Regions from separate parts of the Mus musculus genome. Here all the other regions are linked to region 4. The links are chromatin contacts, called in public HiChIP or PLAC-seq and promoter capture Hi-C maps. All regions are on one chromosome and are shown on one strand. Each heading gives the region's core, a stretch centred on a gene start, on an enhancer-like site or on the middle of the called end of the contact. The rest is flanking DNA. Distances are from core to core; before and after follow the strand shown.

Evidence for each region. Promoter capture Hi-C pulls out the DNA fragments that hold promoters and counts their contacts. HiChIP or PLAC-seq counts read pairs in DNA pulled down with a chosen protein or histone mark.
Region 1: a promoter capture Hi-C map of pre-B cells shows a contact between it and region 4, with 3 times the contacts expected there. The contact joins the promoter of Rnasek here to the promoter of Ndel1 in region 4. A contact is called at or near these places in 4 of 39 promoter capture datasets (the C10 cell line, erythroid cells, neutrophils and 1 more), 1 of 484 Hi-C or Micro-C datasets (B cells), 1 of 115 datasets of contacts at active chromatin or transcription factors (regulatory T cells) and 1 of 9 other capture datasets (adipose tissue).
Region 2: an H3K27ac HiChIP or PLAC-seq map of double positive thymocytes shows a contact between it and region 4, with 7 times the contacts expected there. The contact joins the promoter of Pld2 here to the promoter of Ndel1 in region 4. A contact is called at or near these places in 2 of 39 promoter capture datasets (liver and pre-B cells) and 1 of 115 datasets of contacts at active chromatin or transcription factors (double positive thymocytes).
Region 3: a contact with region 4 is called in an H3K27ac HiChIP or PLAC-seq map of double positive thymocytes, with 6 times the contacts expected there. The contact joins the promoter of Gabarap here to the promoter of Ndel1 in region 4. A contact is called at or near these places in 1 of 39 promoter capture datasets (pre-B cells), 1 of 115 datasets of contacts at active chromatin or transcription factors (double positive thymocytes) and 1 of 9 other capture datasets (liver).

What each region holds. Positions count from the first base shown.
Region 1 is chr11:70,238,489-70,243,051 of GRCm38.p6, forward strand. It overlaps Rnasek (ribonuclease, RNase K), which reads right to left and starts at 1,364. Exons shown (of 3, transcript NM_173742.3): 1 at 1,168-1,364; 2 at 450-526. The coding sequence starts at 1,245. Gm40191 (a long non-coding RNA gene) reads left to right here and starts at 523. Exons shown (of 3, transcript XR_879979.3): 1 at 523-706. It overlaps Alox12 (arachidonate 12-lipoxygenase), which reads right to left. Exons shown (of 14, transcript NM_007440.5): 12 at 4,489-4,563; 13 at 4,197-4,367; 14 at 2,969-4,076. The coding sequence ends at 3,897.
Region 2 is chr11:70,538,862-70,543,402 of GRCm38.p6, forward strand. It overlaps Pld2 (phospholipase D2), which reads left to right and starts at 1,411. Exons shown (of 25, transcript NM_008876.3): 1 at 1,411-1,753; 2 at 1,984-2,093; 3 at 2,202-2,332; 4 at 2,436-2,578; 5 at 2,954-3,059; 6 at 3,140-3,205; 7 at 3,723-3,781; 8 at 3,900-3,992; 9 at 4,082-4,234. The coding sequence starts at 1,985.
Region 3 is chr11:69,988,165-69,992,743 of GRCm38.p6, forward strand. Gabarap (gamma-aminobutyric acid receptor associated protein) reads left to right here and starts at 3,206. Exons shown (of 4, transcript NM_019749.4): 1 at 3,206-3,638; 2 at 4,201-4,279; 3 at 4,418-4,536. The coding sequence starts at 3,549. It overlaps Ctdnep1 (CTD nuclear envelope phosphatase 1), which reads left to right. Exons shown (of 8, transcript NM_026017.2): 5 at 449-565; 6 at 664-775; 7 at 1,318-1,402; 8 at 1,813-2,437. The coding sequence ends at 1,873. Gm51904 (a long non-coding RNA gene) reads right to left here and starts at 449. Exons shown (of 3, transcript XR_003949710.1): 1 at 1-449.
Region 4 is chr11:68,851,170-68,856,192 of GRCm38.p6, forward strand. It overlaps Ndel1 (nudE neurodevelopment protein 1 like 1), which reads right to left and starts at 1,966. Exons shown (of 9, transcript NM_023668.3): 1 at 1,773-1,966.

The sequences.
Region 1 (4,563 bases), core at 114-2,613, 1.4 Mb after region 4:
CAGGGAAATGTCAGCCATTCAGAGCATCCAATATGCAAGTTCTATGCATCAGACACCATGCTAAAGCACTTTAACTCCTATTAGTCTTCCCAAGAAGCATACCAAATGAATTCTATCATGGTAACCATTTTACAGAGGTAGACCAAGGAGCAGGAAGGCAAAATATTGGAAGAGGCCACATCTAAGCTGGTGGGCTTGGGTAGCCATGGAAACGTGGCTTGCAAGACTGCTCCTAAGTACATGCCTTTCTGTGTCTCTGTCTCTCGCGCTGGGGATTGAAACTAGGACCCTGCGTGCTGCCACCCAACTACTTTGTAGAGAGCAGCCCTCTTCTTGAAGTCCCCAACCTAGGGCCACAAATGTCCAGTCTTCAGAAGTGTCCTCCCCATAAACCCAAACCATGCTACTCCTCATCCACGCCCAACTCGCCCAAGTACCCGACCACTTACTCAAAATCTTTCTCTGTGAAGGGAACGTCCTCAATTAACACAGCAGAATGGACATTGAAAAATATCCCGAGCATTATCTGGAAGAGTAAGGAATAGATAGGTTGTCAAATTCTTACCTTACTTCTTTGGTCGCTCCCTAGGCTCCTCCCCTGTCTAATGTTGGCCCAACACTTGCGCCAGAGATGAACTAGAAAGGGCTAGTTGTATCTGGTGGTTGTATCTGGATTCGGACTCAGCCATGTGGAACAGGGCGTGAGGTAGGACCTTGGGAAGAGTGACTGGGTATAGGGAGGTATATGGCAAACAGCTCTCCGAGGCGCGTCATTATCATGGGAGCAGATGGAGATGAAACACTTCATATTTCTGGAAGTGGCGGCCTTGAGGGCCCTGGGGAAGCAAGGCCTCAGCTACCGTTTTCGGGGGCAAGCACACTTCACCCTCGCCTCCATTCAACTCACGCAAGTCTCAGGGACCTCGCTCTTGTTTACCTTGGGGAGTCCGCAAATTTGCCCGAGCTGGCTCCCATTCCCAGGGTCCTGCCCCAGCACCCTTTCGCTCCAGTTCCCCAGTTGTCTGGATCTGAGTTCCGTCTCGTTTTCCAGCGGCTATTTAGTCAGCCCCTTAATCAGTCTGCTGCTTCCTAAGGCTTGCGGTTCCTCGTGTCCCAGCCCTTCAACCCCAGAACCCCTCAGACCCGTTCGCGGGTTAGTCCCCTCACCAACATGATCACTCCCCAGGCGCTGAGGACGATGCCACAGGCGGCCAGCTTAGGCCCACAGCACAGGAGCGACGCCATGGAGGGCGGAGGTAGGGAGGGATCGCTGGAGACTGAGCGGAGCACAGAAGCCGGGAGAGGGAACCCTGGAAATGCTAGGACAGGAGCTGGATTTGGGGACTTGCGCGGCGCAGAGCGACGGGGGGGGGGGGGGGGGGGCGTGGCCTCGGGCGCCGACCACTCTGAGGGGTGACTTTCAGAAGATAACGCTGTGACGCGTGGTGGGCCAAGCTTGGGGAGAGGAGACACGGTGTCGGAAACAGAAGCAGAAACTCTACAAGTCTTGCTTGAACCGAGTGGCAGAAGTGTTGAGTGGTGCAGACGCTAGGGCCTGAGTGTTATCACTTGTCGCCTACCCCGGCTTGGAATGGAAGGAGCAGGCTTCTCACGTGACCTACTTTGTTGGATCACATGACCAGGAACCAGCTGTAACCTGGTGTCAGGAAGGAGTCCACAATTGAGTTGAATTGTGTTAGGATTGTTATGTCAGGACAAGAAGCTTGGGGCCGTCTGGATCCTTACATACCTTCTTAGTCTTGGGTGGTCTTCTGTGATGGGAAAACCGGTAAGCGAGTCCTGGAGATTCGATGTGCCGGCCTATCGCTTCTATCCAGGTCTCCCTTTTGAAAGATGCTTTGACACTTTGAAAAGAAAATAGAAGAGTCCCCTCCTGAGGCTAAGCATCCTGCTTTGAGGGACGCTTTTAAATAGTTGACTTCTTGATCCTGCAAATGCTTCACTTGAAATGCAGTATCGTTGTAAATGCTACATTCAGGAAAAATAAGGGACTAGGAAAGGCAGACTCATTGGACGCACGAAGGAAAGCGGCCTTGCTAAGTGTACTGGAGAAAGGAGAAAATAAACAGAAATATTCCTGCTGCTTCTTTGAGTAAGACAAGACACAAGCTGTGACTTGGCCACTGTTCCAGTGTTGTCAGGAAACGCCATGATCACGGCAACTCTTAACAAAACAAAGGATTTAGCTGGGGGCGTGCTTAAAGTTTCAGAAATTTACTCCATTATTCATGGTGGGGGGAGCGTGGCAGCATACACAGTATGGTCTGGGGCAGTAGCTGAGAACTAGATCCTGATTTGGGGGTGGGGGGTGGGAGCAGGACTGACTGTCATAGGTGTTTGAAACCTCAAAAAAGTGACACACTTCCTCCAACAAGGCCACACTTCCTAGCCCTTGCAATCCTTTCAAAGGGTTCCACTGCTGTTGAGCAAGCATTCACCTACATGATCCTATGGGACCATTCTCATTCAAAGCCCCATAAATGTAAAAATAAGACTAGGCCTTCCTCTCCACCGGAGAAATTTGGTAACTCCACTAGTAAGAAACATTTGTAGTAAGTATTGGCGGTAATTGGAGATGTTTAGAGAGCTCTCCCTCCCCTCCAGGGCTGGGGTTCCAGCTTAGGGCCAGTGATGAAAAAGAATTTTGCACTGAGATTGGTGTGCCCATCCTAATGACGGCAGCCACAGAACAATTGAGAGAATGCATTTTAATCTCAAGCCCCCAGCACCAAACAGGAACACGCTCATGGACTTGAATCTTGTGCCATTTTTTTTTCTGTGTATTTTGTAGATATTGTTCTTAACATGGTTGGGGAAGAGAACTTGTGAGGCACATGGTTGTCACTGGGTGTACGTGAGCTGGAAACACGGGCTGGGAACAAGGGCTTCCTGCCTCTCTTGTTGGTGACTGTTATGGAAGGAAACAACTTGGTGAACTGGTCTTTATTTGGGGCCAGTAACACCTTTATTTAGAACTATTCAGGGTATGTGTTCAAAATGGAAACGTGGAGGGGAAGAGAGTCTGAAATTTACACGTTGGCCGTCAAGCATGAAGTCTGGTTCCTGGCAAAGGAGAACTAGCTGAAGTAGTTGATTTTATCCAGAAATACAATTTTCCTCTCCTCCACCATGGCTCTTGGATATTTTGAAAATGAGGTTTGGAGCCTGAGGTCTGTATGAGGTTAGACCAAATCTAACCTGAAATCATGCAAAGCACTTTTTGTTTGTTTTTGTTTTGTTTTTCGAGTCAGGGTTTCTCTGTGTAGCCCTGGCTGTCCTGGAACTCATTTTGTAGACCAGGCTGGCCTTGAACTGAGAAATCTGCCTGTCTCTGCCTCCAGAGTGCTGGAACTAAAGGCGTGTGTCCCCACGCCTGGTTTTGCACTTTTGTTTTGTTGAGACAGGGCTTCATCCCTGACTGTCGTGGAGCTCACTCTGTAGGCCAGGCTGGCCTTGAACTCAGAGATCTGCTGCATCTGCCTCCAGAGATTAAAGGTGCTGAGATTAAAGGAGTGCACCACCACACCTGGCTTTGTTTTTATTTTTAAATGCCTAAACAAGCCAAAAAAAGACCCTGTGACATGTGAAGTTCATATCTCAGTGTCCATACCTAAAGTTTTATTGGAACATAGTCACACACTAGTGGTATAGTGAGAAAGCTAAGTAATTGTGGTAGAAAGTGGGTGGCCCTCCAAAGACTAAATTGTTCCTCATAACAGCAAGACATTTAGTGCCCTGTAGTTAGAATACTAATGTGGAGTGTTTAGTCAGGAGAGGAATTAGAGTCTCAGCAGCAGACATAAGAAGGCACAGAATCAAGTGGGTAGTGGCAGTCCTAGGGCTGACGAAGCCTTCTGGGTCCCAGCAGCTCTGCCTCAGATGGTGATACTGTTCTCTATGCGGCTGGGCTTGAGGTATTCATAAGGCAGGTCAAGTTGCTCATTCCGGGCTGTAATCTCTTTCTCCAAATTGTCCAAATCTGCTTGAAATTGGCTGAGCACAGCTTTGGTCCTTGGGTCTGAGAAATATTTTTCTGTGTGGTGTCCTAGAGGTACCTGAGACAGAAAGAAAGGACCATTCAGGCTCCAGTAGGAAGACAGAACTCCTGACGCCCAGCCCTTCACACTGACACATCTCCCCCAGCCATTACTTCCTACTCCGTGGTCATTACTCACCATGTCTGGCTGCAGGCGACCCAGGTGCCATGTGATAGTCATCTGAAGACAGGCCTTCTGCACATCAGGTAGCGACCCCATCACGGTCTCCATCGTCACGTCGTCCTTGCTGGTGGGCGGAGGCATCCTCATTGTGCATGGAGCATTAGGTACCCAACCATACCAGTCCAGCTGCAGGAGGAAATGGAGGCTTTAGAACCCAAGTGTTAGGATTTGAATCTCCACCTCTCCCTTGGATCTCCCAAGGCCCAGACGCTTGCTCTCCGGAGCCTGGGCCTTCAGCTTTCCATACCTGGCCCTGGTTGATGGCAGCATGCTGGGCAGTGCATGTGAAAACACACATGGTGAGGAAATGGCAGAGCTGAGC
Region 2 (4,541 bases), core at 161-2,660, 1.7 Mb after region 4:
ATGATAATGAACCTCAGAACCTGTAAGCCAGCCCCAATTAAATGTTGTCCTTATGAGGGTTGCCTTTCATGGTGTCTGTTCACAGCAGTAAAACCCTAACTAAGACAATAGGAAATACAGTTAACGCTGTTAATATTCAGAGATGTACAATTAAGACTGCAGTGGTAAACCTTTCAGACCACTCTAATGGATAACAGGAAGGATCTATGGAATTGAATGTGCACCGTGCTATGGAGCAGCTACAACAGAAGTACCATACACTGGTTTTTAGAAATATAAAATAGAAGAGCCATTTTGGAAAGTTTTTGTATTTAATTGTTTTCTCTATTTTGGCTTTGTGTGTATAAATGTTTTGTGTGTGCAGTGGCCACAGAGGCAAGAAGAGAACATCAGATCCCCTGGGGACTGCTTGGTGAGCAGCCATGTGGGTGCTAGGAATCAGACTCAGGTCCTCAGCTCATGCACAGAGCCATCTCTCCAGCCCCGGGGTTTGTTTTTTCAGCAGTGTTTTGCTGTGTAGCCTCAGCTGGTCTCAATGCCCAAGCTTCACAATACTCTCTCCAATTCTCTGTGCTGCTGAGCTACAAACTGCCAAGCCCAGACCTCGACAGCAAACAGTAAGTTAAACATACACTTATATGACCCAGTAGTTCCACTCTAGTTGTTTACAGAAGAGGAATTAAAATAATAAGTCCACAAAAATGACTGGCACATAAATGTTTATTGGAGGTTCATTTCCAGTGAACAAAACCTAAAACAATTCAAATGATGATTCAGCGGAAATTTGGAAGGGAAAAAAAGGACAGCCTTTAGGATCTGGGGAAAAAAAGTTTTTTCCAGACTGAAATTTACAGGCGATTAGGTTCCAGGTTCCGAAATTGGTCTGTTATTGTCGCTCAGTGTCGGGCTAATCACTCCTGCGTTAAAAGAGCGTTTCAAGAATGAAGAATGCGATTTCTCATACAGCAACGAACTTGGCAGTCACTCGGCTTTTTATGCTCTTATTACCTTCCATCAACAAAGGCTATCTGTACCGGGCCCACCAAGGGGACATCTGCAGGTCCTCGCAACCCAGGCCGTTCTGCCCGGATTCCAGGCAGTGCTGGGGACCAGACTACCCAATGGCCGCGCGCGCGCGCGCGCGCAGTAGAGGAATGTGCACTACGTGGATCGCACACTGGGGGGTGCTGGACATAGCCAGCAGGTGCCCCGAGGGCAGCTGGAGGAAGAAGACAGCCCTGGGGAGTGGGCGGCCTCCGGAGTGGGCGGCCCGGGCCCGGGCGTCTCTAACGCAGGGCGGGCAGAGGACGGCGGGGGCGGGACCCAGTCGACGCGACAGTCGTGGAGGTGAGCCCTGGGGGCCTTCCCGCCCCCCGAGGGCAGGCTCTGAACCCCGGCCCCGCCCCGGCCCTCTGGGGTGTAGGCTCCTGGCTGAGTTCTGCCTGCTTGCGAACCCGCACGGGCGCCGGGGTCCGCATCCAGGGTGCGGGGGCCCGGGACGTGGCGCGGCTGAGGTCCGGAGCCCCGGGAACCGGGCGGGGACGCTGTCGGGCTGGAGCTGCAACGGCCTTCTGACTCAGCCGCTCGTCCAGATTTCGGGATCTCTCTCCTGGGCGGGGAGCGCGCAACTTCCTCATTCCCGCCCGGACCCTTGCTTCCAGCCAGTCTGACCTGACTTCGAGCCTCGCTGTCACCAGGGCTCCTCCCTTGGACTTAACCTCGCCCCAGTTCGAGGCCATCCCACCTTAGCTAGGTGCTTTTTTGGACCTGAATTTGGAATGAGAAGCGGGGCTGAGAGGCTCTGGTTGAAGGCTGGGGGAGGGAATGGAGGTTGCAGGGGTGGGTGTTAGAGGGGCGTCGGTCTACAACCCTAGACGTTGAGAGTCACTGAGTAAGACGGGAGAGGACCGACCGGGGGCGTTGGATGGGGAAGGGGTGTTTCTGTAGGGCGAGTCCCTTCCTGAGGCTTCCTCATATTCCTAGGATGACTGTAACCCAGAAGAACCTCTTTCCCTATGGGGACTATCTGAACTCCAGCCAGTTGCACATGGAGCCAGATGAGGTTGACACTCTGAGGGAAGGAGAGGATCCAGGTATAGAGGGAGATGGCTCCCAGAGAGGGGAGATAGGGATCTGAGGCCTCCTGAGATCTTTACACCCTTGGGTTGTTTTGTTTTTGTTTTGCTTTTTTCCCCTCCCAGCTGATCGAATGCATCCCTATCTGGCCATCTATGACCTTCAGCCTCTGAAAGCACACCCCTTGGTGTTCGCCCCTGGGGTCCCTGTTATAGCCCAGGTGGTGGGCACCGAAAGATACACCAGCGGATCCAAGGTCAGTCACCAGCGGATACCAGGGAAGGCGAGAGAGGGAGTCCTGGCCCAAGTGGAGGCCTGGGTTGGGCCAGAAGACATATTTTAGATTTTCATATCCCCAGGTGGGAACCTGTACTCTATATTCTGTTCGCTTGACGCATGGTGACTTTACCTGGACAACCAAGAAGAAGTTCCGACACTTTCAGGAGCTGCATCGGGACCTCCAGAGACACAAAGTCTTGATGAGTCTGCTCCCTTTGGCTCGGTGAGTAGAACTCGGTTGCTTCCCGTGAAAGGCAGGTACTTCTCACCCCATGGCAGCCTCACTCACTCCTGTCTGTCTGACTCTTATCCCCTGGGCATTTTCCTTCCTCAGCTCTGTGCCGTGCCCCCTCCCTTGTCCCTGGTTCCCAGGAAACTTTCCCTGCTTGGATCTCCTCCATAGTACTGTGCCAATATTTTAGCCAGGCTGGATGCCCAGAATTGTCCTTAGCAACCCCCTCCTCCCAGTTGTCTCCATTCCCAGGACAGAGACCCTTTCTTTCTTCTGCCTTTCTTCTTTCTTTCTTTCTTCTGCTAGCCTTTCTTCCTCCAAGGCCCCGTCTCCAGCTCCTTCTTGAGTCTTCTCTCATCTCTGTAGCTTTGCTGTGACCCATTCTCCAGCCCGAGAGGCAGCCGCCGAGGATATACCCTCCCTACCCCGAGGAGGTTCTGAGGGCTCTGCCAGACACACAGCCAGCAAACAGGTATGCAGCAGGTCCTGTAGCAAGGTGTGCAGTATGCAAAAGGTTCTGGCTACATCTGTTTCTTTTCCGTCTCCCTTCAGAAATACTTGGAAAATTACCTCAACCGCCTCCTGACCATGTCTTTCTATCGCAATTACCACGCCATGGTAAGGTCCTGGATGCCTGGGTGGATCCTTCTCTCTCCCTCCTGTTTTTATTTTTTAATTAAAGATTTATTTATTATATGTAAGTACACTGTAGCTGTCTTCAGACACTCCAGAAGAGGGCTTCAGATCTCATTAGGGATGGTTGTGAGCCACCATGTGGTTGCTGGGATTTGAACTCAGGATCTCTGGAAGAGCAGTCAGTGCTCTTAACTGCTGAGCCATCTCTCTAGCCCACCTGTTTTTATTCTTAACAACAAAACAAAACAGGGTCTTACTGTAAAACCTGGGCTAGCCTTAAACTTTCTGTGTAGACCAGGCTAGCCTTGAACTGACCTAGATACACCTGCCTCTGCTCCCAAGTGCTGGTATTAGGTGTGTGCCAACATACCCTAGGATGCTTGTGTTTTTTGAAGTAGATGAGGATCATCAGATCCCCAGGGGACAAAGGGTGCAGAGTTAGTAGGGCAGGGGAGGCTGAAAGCCAAGTCTCCCCCTAAACTTATTTCTTCCTCTGCAGACAGAATTTCTGGAAGTCAGTCAACTTTCCTTTATCCCAGACCTTGGCTCCAAAGGACTGTGAGTGTGGGAACTCCTTACCCAGCCTTCAGCAGGCATAAGTCTCCATCTTCCTGCTTGAAAATAAAACTCGGTACAGTGTGCCTAGGGTCCCCAATGATCTTGCTTGTCCCTGTAGGGAAGGGGTGATCCGGAAGCGCTCGGGCGGGCATCGAGTTCCCGGCTTCACCTTCTGTGGCCGAGACCAAGTTTGTTATCGATGGTCCAAGAGGTGAGCAAGGGCTGGAGCTAAGGCATCAGTGGGCAGGAAGAGGGAGACCTGGAGGACCTGGATGATACCACACGGCCCTTCCGCTCCAGGTGGCTGGTGGTGAAGGACTCCTTCCTGCTGTACATGCGCCCGGAGACCGGCGCCATCTCATTTGTTCAGCTTTTTGACCCTGGCTTTGAGGTCCAGGTCGGAAAAAGGAGCACAGAGACGCGGTATGGGGTGAGGATCGACACCTCCCACAGGTGAGGCTTCCTGGCTATGAGAGTAGCCTGTGGTCCTAAGGGGAGCTGAGCAGGAGAGACCATGGGGGAAAAGGGAGGCTCTTCAATCCTCTGTGCCCTGGCCCGGCCAGAGCTTTGAGTAAGGGAATTAATCTACTCACATATTTAGGATACTCCTAGAGTAAAAGCTTATAGCACAGGCGCTTGGAATAAATGAGGACAGGGTAGTCTTCCAGTTTAGAAAAAAGGGGGCGGATGCTGGAGAGAAAAGAATGAGTAGCGCTCTTGCGGAAGCCCTGACTGTGTTCCATTCCCTGCACACACATGG
Region 3 (4,579 bases), core at 1,956-4,455, 1.1 Mb after region 4:
TGCCTTGACTTTCTGCTTTGACTTCCTGACTTCCCTCTGTGATGGAATGTGACCTGGGGGTTATAAGATGAAATAAACCCTTTCTTCCTCAAGTTGGTTTTGGTCAGTGTTAATAACAAGAGGAAAGCAGACTAGGACAGTGGGTAGGGACAGTTGAATAAGGAGAGGCTGTGGGGAGGACAGGCAAGGGGATGGCTTTCAGTAGCTGGGGTTAGTGATGCAGTCCCATTCTTTCACAGGCATCCTGGCCTTTACGTTTGTATCTCTGAGTCTCAAGGGCCTTCCCCAGACACTGAGCGTGGGAGTTTGGTAGGGAGCTCAAGTGTTTTGTGTTTTCACCGACATTCGGTGTTACTTGGAGGCTGAAAGGGTTAGGCTGAAAAAGAACCATTCTGTCTAAATGTTGATTAGTTTCTATGACACTGTATTCCTCTCTACTCTACTTCAGGTAAGCCAGTGGTATGAGCTTGTGGTGTTCACAGCAAGCATGGAAATTTATGGCTCTGCTGTGGCAGATAAACTGGACAACAGCAGAAGCATTCTTAAGAGGAGATACTACAGACAGGTAAGGAGCCAGAGTCAGGTTTCAGAGGCAGAGTACCAGGATGGGAGGTAGGAGTGGGGACGAGGGGGCGGGTGTGCTCCATAGTCCTCTGTTTCCAGCACTGCACTTTGGAGTTGGGCAGCTACATCAAAGACCTCTCCGTGGTCCACAGCGACCTGTCCAGCATCGTGATCCTGGACAACTCCCCCGGGGCTTACAGGAGCCACCCAGGTATGAGAAAGTTCTGTCAGGACCAGGACATGCTTCTAAGACATTTTAGTTTGGGTTTTATTTCCGAGACAGGGTCTTCTTATATAACCCAGACTGGCCTGACCTCTGTCATAGTGGTTCTGAGGGTGACACAGATAGTGTTAGTGACCTCACACTAACCTAGGCAAGCGTTATTGAGAGGTTGACTGCAAGGAGCTAGGAGCAGGAGAGTTGGTTCCGAGTGCAGAGTTTGGGTTCCCTGCTGTACTACAGATCTAGATGTAAGTTGTTTCTCTGTTTTAAGTGCGGTATCCACTCTTACGTGTCCATTTTATATGACTAGGACTTCCCTATGAAGCTCACTTCAGGTGAGCATGGGGCAGTTTTATTAGAAGCCTACCTCAAGCTGGTGTCAAATCTGTTTGGCTTTGGCATTTGGGGAAAAAAGGGTTTTAGGTGGTTGATGACTGTGGTGGGGAGTTTTAAGTAATAATATTCAGGAAAGGCTCACCTGCTCTTCTGCATTCTTTGCCTTTTCTCACTTGTAATTTTACCTACCCTAGACAATGCCATCCCCATCAAATCCTGGTTCAGTGACCCCAGTGACACAGCCCTTCTCAACCTTCTCCCAATGCTGGATGCCCTCAGGTAAGGGAAGTGTGTGGCCTGTAGGCGGTAGCTCTTTTTTTTTTTTTAAACACATTCTTTTATATAGTCCATGCTGGCTTGGAACTTGCTTTTACCTCTCAAGTGCTGTGATTACAGGAGTACACTATCAAAACTGGCAATGCTTGGGTTGCCAAGAAAAAGAGGGCGGGGGTGGGGTGGGGAGCGGGTTAAGAACTGAAAAAAAGTCATTCAGAGTCTAAGTGTTTGGGCCAGGTCTTCTTACTCCAGTTGTCATTGTTTGTGGCCTTTTGGCTTCTATCAGATTCAACCTCTGTCACTGTGTGAAAGTGGTATCAAGTTCTGTTCTGTCCAGTGAGACTCCGTTGTGCTAGTGTTGTGAGGGTGTCAACTATAAGGTATTTCACCAACACCAGTTACTGTCATTTCAGGTTCACTGCTGATGTCCGATCGGTGCTGAGCCGAAACCTTCACCAACATAGGCTCTGGTGACAGCTGCTCCCCCTCCACCTGAGTTGGGGTGGAGGGGAAAGGGAGGGAGAGTTCTTGGGACACCGTCTGTTGCCCTGTCCAATGTGAGGACTGCCTGGGCAGAGTCTGCCCCTCCCACCCCTCTGCCCTGGGAGCCCTACACTCCACTTATGGAGTCTGGATGGACACATGGGCCAGACCGTGAAGCAGCCTCACTCTGGGTTCACACTCCGTGGAAATGCCAGACTGGGACAGGCGAAGGCCTAGAGGAGCCGAAACAGTCTGGTGAAGAGGCAGGACTGGCCAGAGTGACAGACATATCCCAGAGGCTCAAAAGAAGCCAATTCAACTTTGTTGTGATTTGATTTTTTTAAAAACTCTTATACAAAACTGATCTAATTCTTCACTCCTGCTCCAAGGGCTGGGCTGTGGGTGGGGACTGGGGTTTCGGGCCACTGGATCCTCCTCAGACTTGTCCCCCCCTTACTTTTCCTCATTTTTTTTCTTTCCCCAATCCCCCATACCTGTAATCGGCTCCTTTCTTCTTTCCTCTTTTAAACCATGCATTATAACTTTGAAACCAAAGCTGCCCTAGACCCTTCTCTGATGTTTTTGGAAATGGAGGGAACTTTGTTGACATCTGCTCTGTCCTTGAAGCAGAGGGAGAAGATGCTGTTTGGAGTTGGGGGGAAGTGGGATTTAGCACAGGGATAAAGTAGTTTATGTTCAGTGTTCGGCAGGAAAGGCCCCACTGACTGGATGGAGTCCCTGATGGACAGTGGACCAACAACTTTAAAGTAGGATATAGAAGGCTAAAGAGGGAAAACTCTAGAACCCTGGAAGGGCATACAGCTGGAGAAAGGCTGGGCTTGTCTGGGAAGTTGACGTGGACAGGCTAAGAGGGCGCTGCCTACGAGGTGTTGGCACTCCAGCAGTAACCTGGGGCGGAACCCTCTTTCCTGGCACCTCCTCTCCAGAGCCGGGACTACTTTTCGCCACCCGCCACGTGATTCTCCGCCCTTTTCTGAGGTCACATGATTTTATCTACACTCAGAAATGTGTTCCTCCGCTCTGGTGTAGTCCTTATCTTTGGGGCTTTTGCAGTTTCTCTTGGTTCACATAAGCCTGAGCCTTGAGCATTCCCTGGGTGTCTGCAAACCTCTTTCCTTTCTGTCTTATGGTGTCCATATCCACAGCTTGGGTACTACTTTGTTTTGGTGTCAACGGCCACCTTCAGCGTAGAAACACGTCTCATGAAATCCTAGACTTGTAATTGTCTGCCTTTCCCCAACGTAATTTCCGAGAACTGCAGAACTAAATCTCATGACTGCCACTGGGTACCAGTTTCGTCCTCAACTTTGTACTGTGGGAAAGGGTTTTTCAGTTCACTCGAAACAACAGCAACCTTATCTGCGATGTCATATGTGTAACCCACAAGTTGATTCCAAAGCAGTTACGCTGAAGGCGTAAGAGGACCAGGCTACGGGTTGCGCTAGCAAGCTGAGCTAGTGGCGTATGTTAGCAGGCGGGGCCGGTCCGATGGTCGGGGGCGGGGTTGATGAATAGGGAAGTGGCGCAAATTCGTGGATCGCTCCGCCAAGTCTGTTCGTCGAAGCCGCCTCCGCCGCCGCCCCCTGTCCCGGCCCCCCCCCTGGGTTCCCTCAGCCCAGCTCGGTCCAGCCCGGTTCTCGGGAGAATGAAGTTCGTGTACAAAGAGGAGCATCCGTTCGAGAAGCGCCGCTCTGAGGGCGAGAAAATCCGAAAGAAATACCCAGACCGGGTCCCGGTAAGGACAGTAGCCAGGGCCCAGGCTAGCGTCGCTGACGCTGTCGCCACAGGCTATGCTTGAGTCTGGGAAAGCTGAAGTCAGGCTCTGTCTGTCGTGGGGTTAGAACTCTGTTGTCTCTGGTACCAGAGGTCTCTCACCTGAAGTAGAGCTGGGGACTAAGATGTGGACGGGAGAGAGAGATCAGGGTATTTCTCAGAATAGAGGCCTTAGTGAGCTTGACAACCCAGAGTTTCCATGGCCATCCTCCCAACTAGCTAGATTTAATGTAGATTTTTGACCCAAACAAGTCATCCTGTATTCTCTGGTGAAAATAGTTATTGTGATGCGCCGTTCTAGGATCAGTTCTCAATATTTAGGTAAGAGTGAGGCCAGGAGCTTTGGACCTAATGCTGTGTGCACCACGTATATAAGGATAACTAGAGAAATGAGATTCCAGTAGGTTTCAGTAAAAGGGAATATTGTATGTTGAGTTCTTCATCGATATAGCAGCATATATATGTGTATGTATGTATATATATATATATATATATTCATTTTTCTCATTCTTACCTTTTATCAGGTGATAGTGGAAAAAGCCCCCAAAGCTCGGATAGGAGACCTGGACAAAAAGAAATACCTGGTGCCTTCTGATCTTACAGGTGAGGGCTTGACCTGTGGTGCACGTTTCTTTCTGTGGGTGGGCCTGCCAACTCTGTGGGAGGAGGCTTCACCTGGCAGCTGTTCTCTGGAGGCGCCTACGACCTCTGTGACTTGCTTGCATCTCCTGTTTTTGGCAGTTGGTCAATTCTACTTCTTGATCCGGAAGCGAATTCATCTCCGTGCTGAAGATGCCTTGTTTTTCTTTGTCAACAATGTCATTCCACCCACCAGTGCCACGATGGGTCAGCTGTACCAGGTACAGTACCTTGGAAGGAACGGTAGTGTTTGGAGAGGAAAGT
Region 4 (5,023 bases), core at 716-3,215:
CAAGGCTAGCAGACAAGGACTTTCTGCTCCTCTCCATCTTCCTTAATTCTAGGTCTCACATGGAGTGTGAGTGTACAATTACAACTTCTGCAGCAGACATGCTCACACTCTACGACCTTTAGATGTGAACAACTGACAATTAGCTCACTGAAACTTTAAACAGTTATCATCTAACAGAGCTTACTGGCAAAGATACTCTGTACAGCACTAAGAAAATTAATTTTACATGACTATTAACATATATGCAGAATGAAATAGGCCTTATTTCTCTCCCTTATGAAGTGCCTAGAAAGTAATTTTAACTTAAGTCCTCAATCCTCAAGTCTATTTTAGCATGGTTTAAAATACGCATGAAAATAAATTTTGTTGGTCTCATAAAAGCATGTTCAGGTCTATTTTTTATTTCAAATGCTCTGGATCCAACTTCAATTCAATTCAAAACCAAGGCACTGCAGATTTAGCAACTTCTTCTAAGATTAAGTTTGTCTCTAACTGGAGCTAAAGGTTTTCTTTGTTCTTTATGTATTCCTACTCTAAGATTTTAACAACAATTCAGAAGAGATACCCCCAACTGGGTGTCCTTTGGTCTCTTTTGACTCCTTAACTTAATGATGAGCTTTGCCCTCTCAGCTTTCTGATTTGGCAGACATTACCCTACCTCTTAAGTGCAGTGAAAGCAACATAATTTTCAGACTAACAACCAGCCACTCATGAGCAAGCTTCAGGATAAGATTTTTCTAGTAACTGAGCTTTTGGGGGTTTTTTGTTTGTTGTTGTTGTTTGGTTTGGGGTTTTTTTGGTTTTTTTGGTCAATTTACTCGAAAATAAATAAGTCATCTAGTAACTTCTGGTATTATCTTTAACAAGTCCAATGTTCAGTCCTCTTTCCGGCTGAAGAAGTTAAAAAAAAAAAATCTCATGAAAACAGAAACCAGAACCCTGAGCTTAGAAAGGTAAATTGTAACCCAAGCTAAACTTCTCACCAGTTAGTGGAACCCAAATAAAAATCACTCAGTTGCCCCAACCTCCTGTACCTAGGTTCAATTTCCCCATCCAGCAAAAAGTGACTTACAGTATCCGTCGCAAGTACAAACAGCAAATGTTCTAAAATGTTTACAAACGCTACAGGAATGGGCCCGGGTAATGAAAAGGACCCTCACTCGCCTTAAACTTAAAAGTGTTAGTCACCTCATCGTTTCTCAGAGAAAAATAAGAAGCGAATCCAAGCAACCGGGGTCGGTTGGTTAGTGAGACTTTCCCCAACTCCAAAGAGGATGATTAGCAGTTCGGGGCAGGCAGTCACGAGACTGCCAGTCTCTGCCAACGCGGGCTGCTCCTGCTCTCGCCTCCCGCATCTGGGGCGCTGGGAAATCAAGATCCTGCCCGGCTCCTAACCACCCCGGCAGCTCCAGGGAATCAAGGATGGGTGGAGCGAGAAGCTGGGCGCGCCTCCGCCACCCCAACTGGGCCACTCCTCGAGCCGTCAGCGCCTCAGCCCCCGGTGCCACGTCCCGGCCTCCGTCCCTCCTCTGGAAGCCCGGGACTCGCTCTCCCGCAGGTGCCCCCGGTGGGCCACACCTCCGCCAGTAAGGAGGGGACAGTTAAAGCGGTTGGAACAGTTGTCTCGGTACGGGCCGCCCCAGAACCCAAGCCCGGCCTGGCCCAGCGGGCTGAGCCCCAGCCCGGCGGCGGTCAGGCAGGCTCCCCCGGGGCAGGCCTCGGCGCTGCCCGCCTGGCTCGAACCCCAGAGGCTGCGTCGCACGGGAGCTCACCGCCAATGTGTCAAAAGCGCATGTTCGCCGCCGCTCGGCCGACGTCTCTGCTCCGCTGGCCTGGCCAGGCCCGCCCAGCCGCTCAGCTCTGCTCCCTTCCGCAGCCCTGAGCTCCACTCCGCGTATCCCCGCACCGGGCTCCTCCCCGACACGTCAGGGGCTCCCTGGGTGTCGGAGGCCATTCTGTGACGCACGGGGGCGGAGTCAAGAGCATGCGCAGAAGCAGGCTGGCGTGCGGGGCGGAGCGGTGGGAGGCCAGAGTCACGTGGAGCCGACCTAGGCTTTGCGCGCTGACGTGAGATCTGCGACAGCGTCCTGCGCAGGCGCCGCCCCGGACCCCCGAAGGAGGTGGGTTTTTTAGCCCTGTGCTGTCTCCGGAAGCTGTGCTGCGCAGGAGAGTAGTTCCCTAGGCTAAAATGGGAAGCCAGTATAAAGCCAGTATAGAGTACTAGCTCACGAAGGAGACAGGAGAAATACACAACTGTCCTGGAACTAGAAACTTAAATTTAAAAAAGGCATTTGGGGAACAACTATAGGAACTTTAGCTGTCTCATGCTCAATGTAATTGTTATTTCAGTGCTGTTGGGATTGGTTTTGAAGTTTGAAGACAAAACAACATAGCATAAGACATATGCTGAGCCTAAGAAAGACAAGGTGAGCCCACGTATACGGTTGGGAAAGGTCAATATAAACAAAAAACGGTGCGAGATGGATTTTTAAGGAGAACCCAAACTGATGAGCAGAGGAAGATTACTGGGGTCTAGAGCGTCTTGAACTACACTATGAAGGATATAGGGTTTTTAAAAAGAGATTATGAGTTCACTGTGCGGTTTGTCGCGCCCGTAGTTGTACCAGTCACTGGGGTGCATTGCTTTGTCACAGTAACCCCACGTCACTCTCATTTACAAGTAAGAAATAGCAAGATGAAGTTCCCCAAGGTCACTCACCTACAGCGCAAATTCAAACTCAGAAGCTACACTGTTATCCACTACTACGCTGACAAGAAGGGAAACATAGGCTAGACCGTGGGGCTAAAGTGCCTTCCATACACTACTGTTAACCATCAACAACATTTGAAGCTGGAATCATTAGATCTATATTGTAACATAAGACTCAAAAAAAAAAAAAAAAAAGGTCTGCTTTACAGGCCAGTGGCCTGGAACAGCTTTGAAACTCAGTCTGGCTTCCCTACCTGAAACTCTGCTCAATCTAATCAGACTTAAGGCAGAGAAGTGATTAATGAAGGCTTTCCTATAGACCCGGTGCCAAGACAGGAACCGTCCCACCCAAACAGGAAAAGATAAAAAGGCCACAGCTTCTGTCCTGCCTCCTGGCTGAGGTGCTAAGAAACACACTGAGTCACCTAATGGCTGGCCAGGCCCTTCAGAAAACAGTGACATCATCTCCCAGGCTGCTGCCCCTCCCATTTGCTCTGCCCCTAGGACTGGCATCATCCCCTTCTTAATGAATGGGCTTAGCTTGGCAGAGCCCTCAGAAGCCAAAGGCCCTGCTCTGATCTTCGTTGGCCCAGAGGCTGGAATAGTACCCTAGAGTCAGCAAACTGCCCGACCTCCTTCCATTACACCAAATCCATGGGAAATAAATCAGTAAAGAAGATGACAGTCTCAAAAGGAAGCACAAGTTATAAAACTAGCATTGTAAGAGAAGAAAAGGTGAGAGCTGCTGTACCCTTCAAACTTTGTAAAGCATTCCAGGGCACTTCCCATAGGTTCCAGTACAAGGTCCTTTTTGGACTGACCCAGAAAGTTCAATGTAACAATCTCTGAGAACACGTGTAAATATCCCAACATCTTCTCTGCTACAAAATGCAAGAAACAGATCAAGTTCCACCCTTCCGATGGGTAAAGGGTGATCAGCTACTAAAAGAGAGATCTGGGTCCAAACTCCAGCTAGTGAGAATGCTGGACTTTGGCCCATCCCATACTCAAAAAAGGCAATTATTTTAGCTAAGGTTCTACTGCTGCAATGAAACACCATGACCGAAAAGCAAGTTGTTGAGGAAAGGGTTTATTCAGCTTCCACTTCCATATCACTGTTCAACACCAAAGGAAGTCAGGATAGGAACTCAAAACAGGGCAGGAACCTGGATGCTGCAGGTGATGCAGAGGCCATGGGGATTGGGGAGGGAGAGTACTGCTTACTGGCTTGCTTCCCATGGCTTGCTCAGCCTGCTCTCTTATAGAATCCAGGACCACCAGCCCAGGGATGAAAACAACCACAATCCTCCCCCATTGATCACTAATTAAAACATTCTTTACAGCTGGATCTCAGTTGAGGTTCCCTCCTTTCAGATAACTCTAGTTTGTGTGTCAAGGTGACATAAGACTAGCCAGCACAGTTACGCAGTGCATATAAACCTGCTGCGGAAACTCTGAGGAGATGGAACATATTTAACTTAGGGATCAGGTAAATAAGACACCACAAAAATCAAAGGCTCACTGGGTGTGCTGGTGCACGCCCGTAATCCTGGAAAGTTCCAGGACAGCCTACAGTTCTACATAAGAACACCTGGACTTAAACAACAAAGCCTGTGTGTGCGCGCGCACACACGGGGGGGGGGGGGGGGGAATACTTCCATCTAATTTTCTATACTCCTTTAATCGATATGGTTTTTTTTTTGCTAATCCTTAAAGGTGGAGATCAGATCGAGGGATCTCAGTAATCTAACAACCTGCCTCATGCCCACTTTCCTAAACCCCAATAGATCTTCCTTCTGCTTCAACTGAATTCTCTAGAATTATTTACATGCTCTCAGTTGTGCTATGTTCTAGTCATGAAAACACAAACTTTTCATCGAATCTCCTGTAATGGTCCCCTGCCTGGCTTTCAGTTCACCAGTGTGGTCACCACACAGTCTCAACTTTCCCCTTACAAACTCAAGTTCATTCATTTTTCCACTTTATTCTGCCTGCATCTCCCTCCTGCTTACCTGTTTATCTATTGTCTCCTATTCATCTCCACCCCAATCTCCCTCCCTTGAACGACTTCTTGTTCCACCCTAGCGGTCTCTACATTGCTTTGAGAATAATATCACTAAAATTCCACTGTATACAGAGCGTCCCTGCTTCCAAACTTGATTTGTCTCCTTGCTACTGTTGCCATGAAGGATCAGAGCCCACACAGCCGCTCCAACCCACCCTGGCAGTCTGCATCCAGAAGTTCCCCTGAGTCTAACCAGATGCACCACTGTGTCCCGTTGTGGTTGTCTGAATGAGAATGGCCCCATGAGT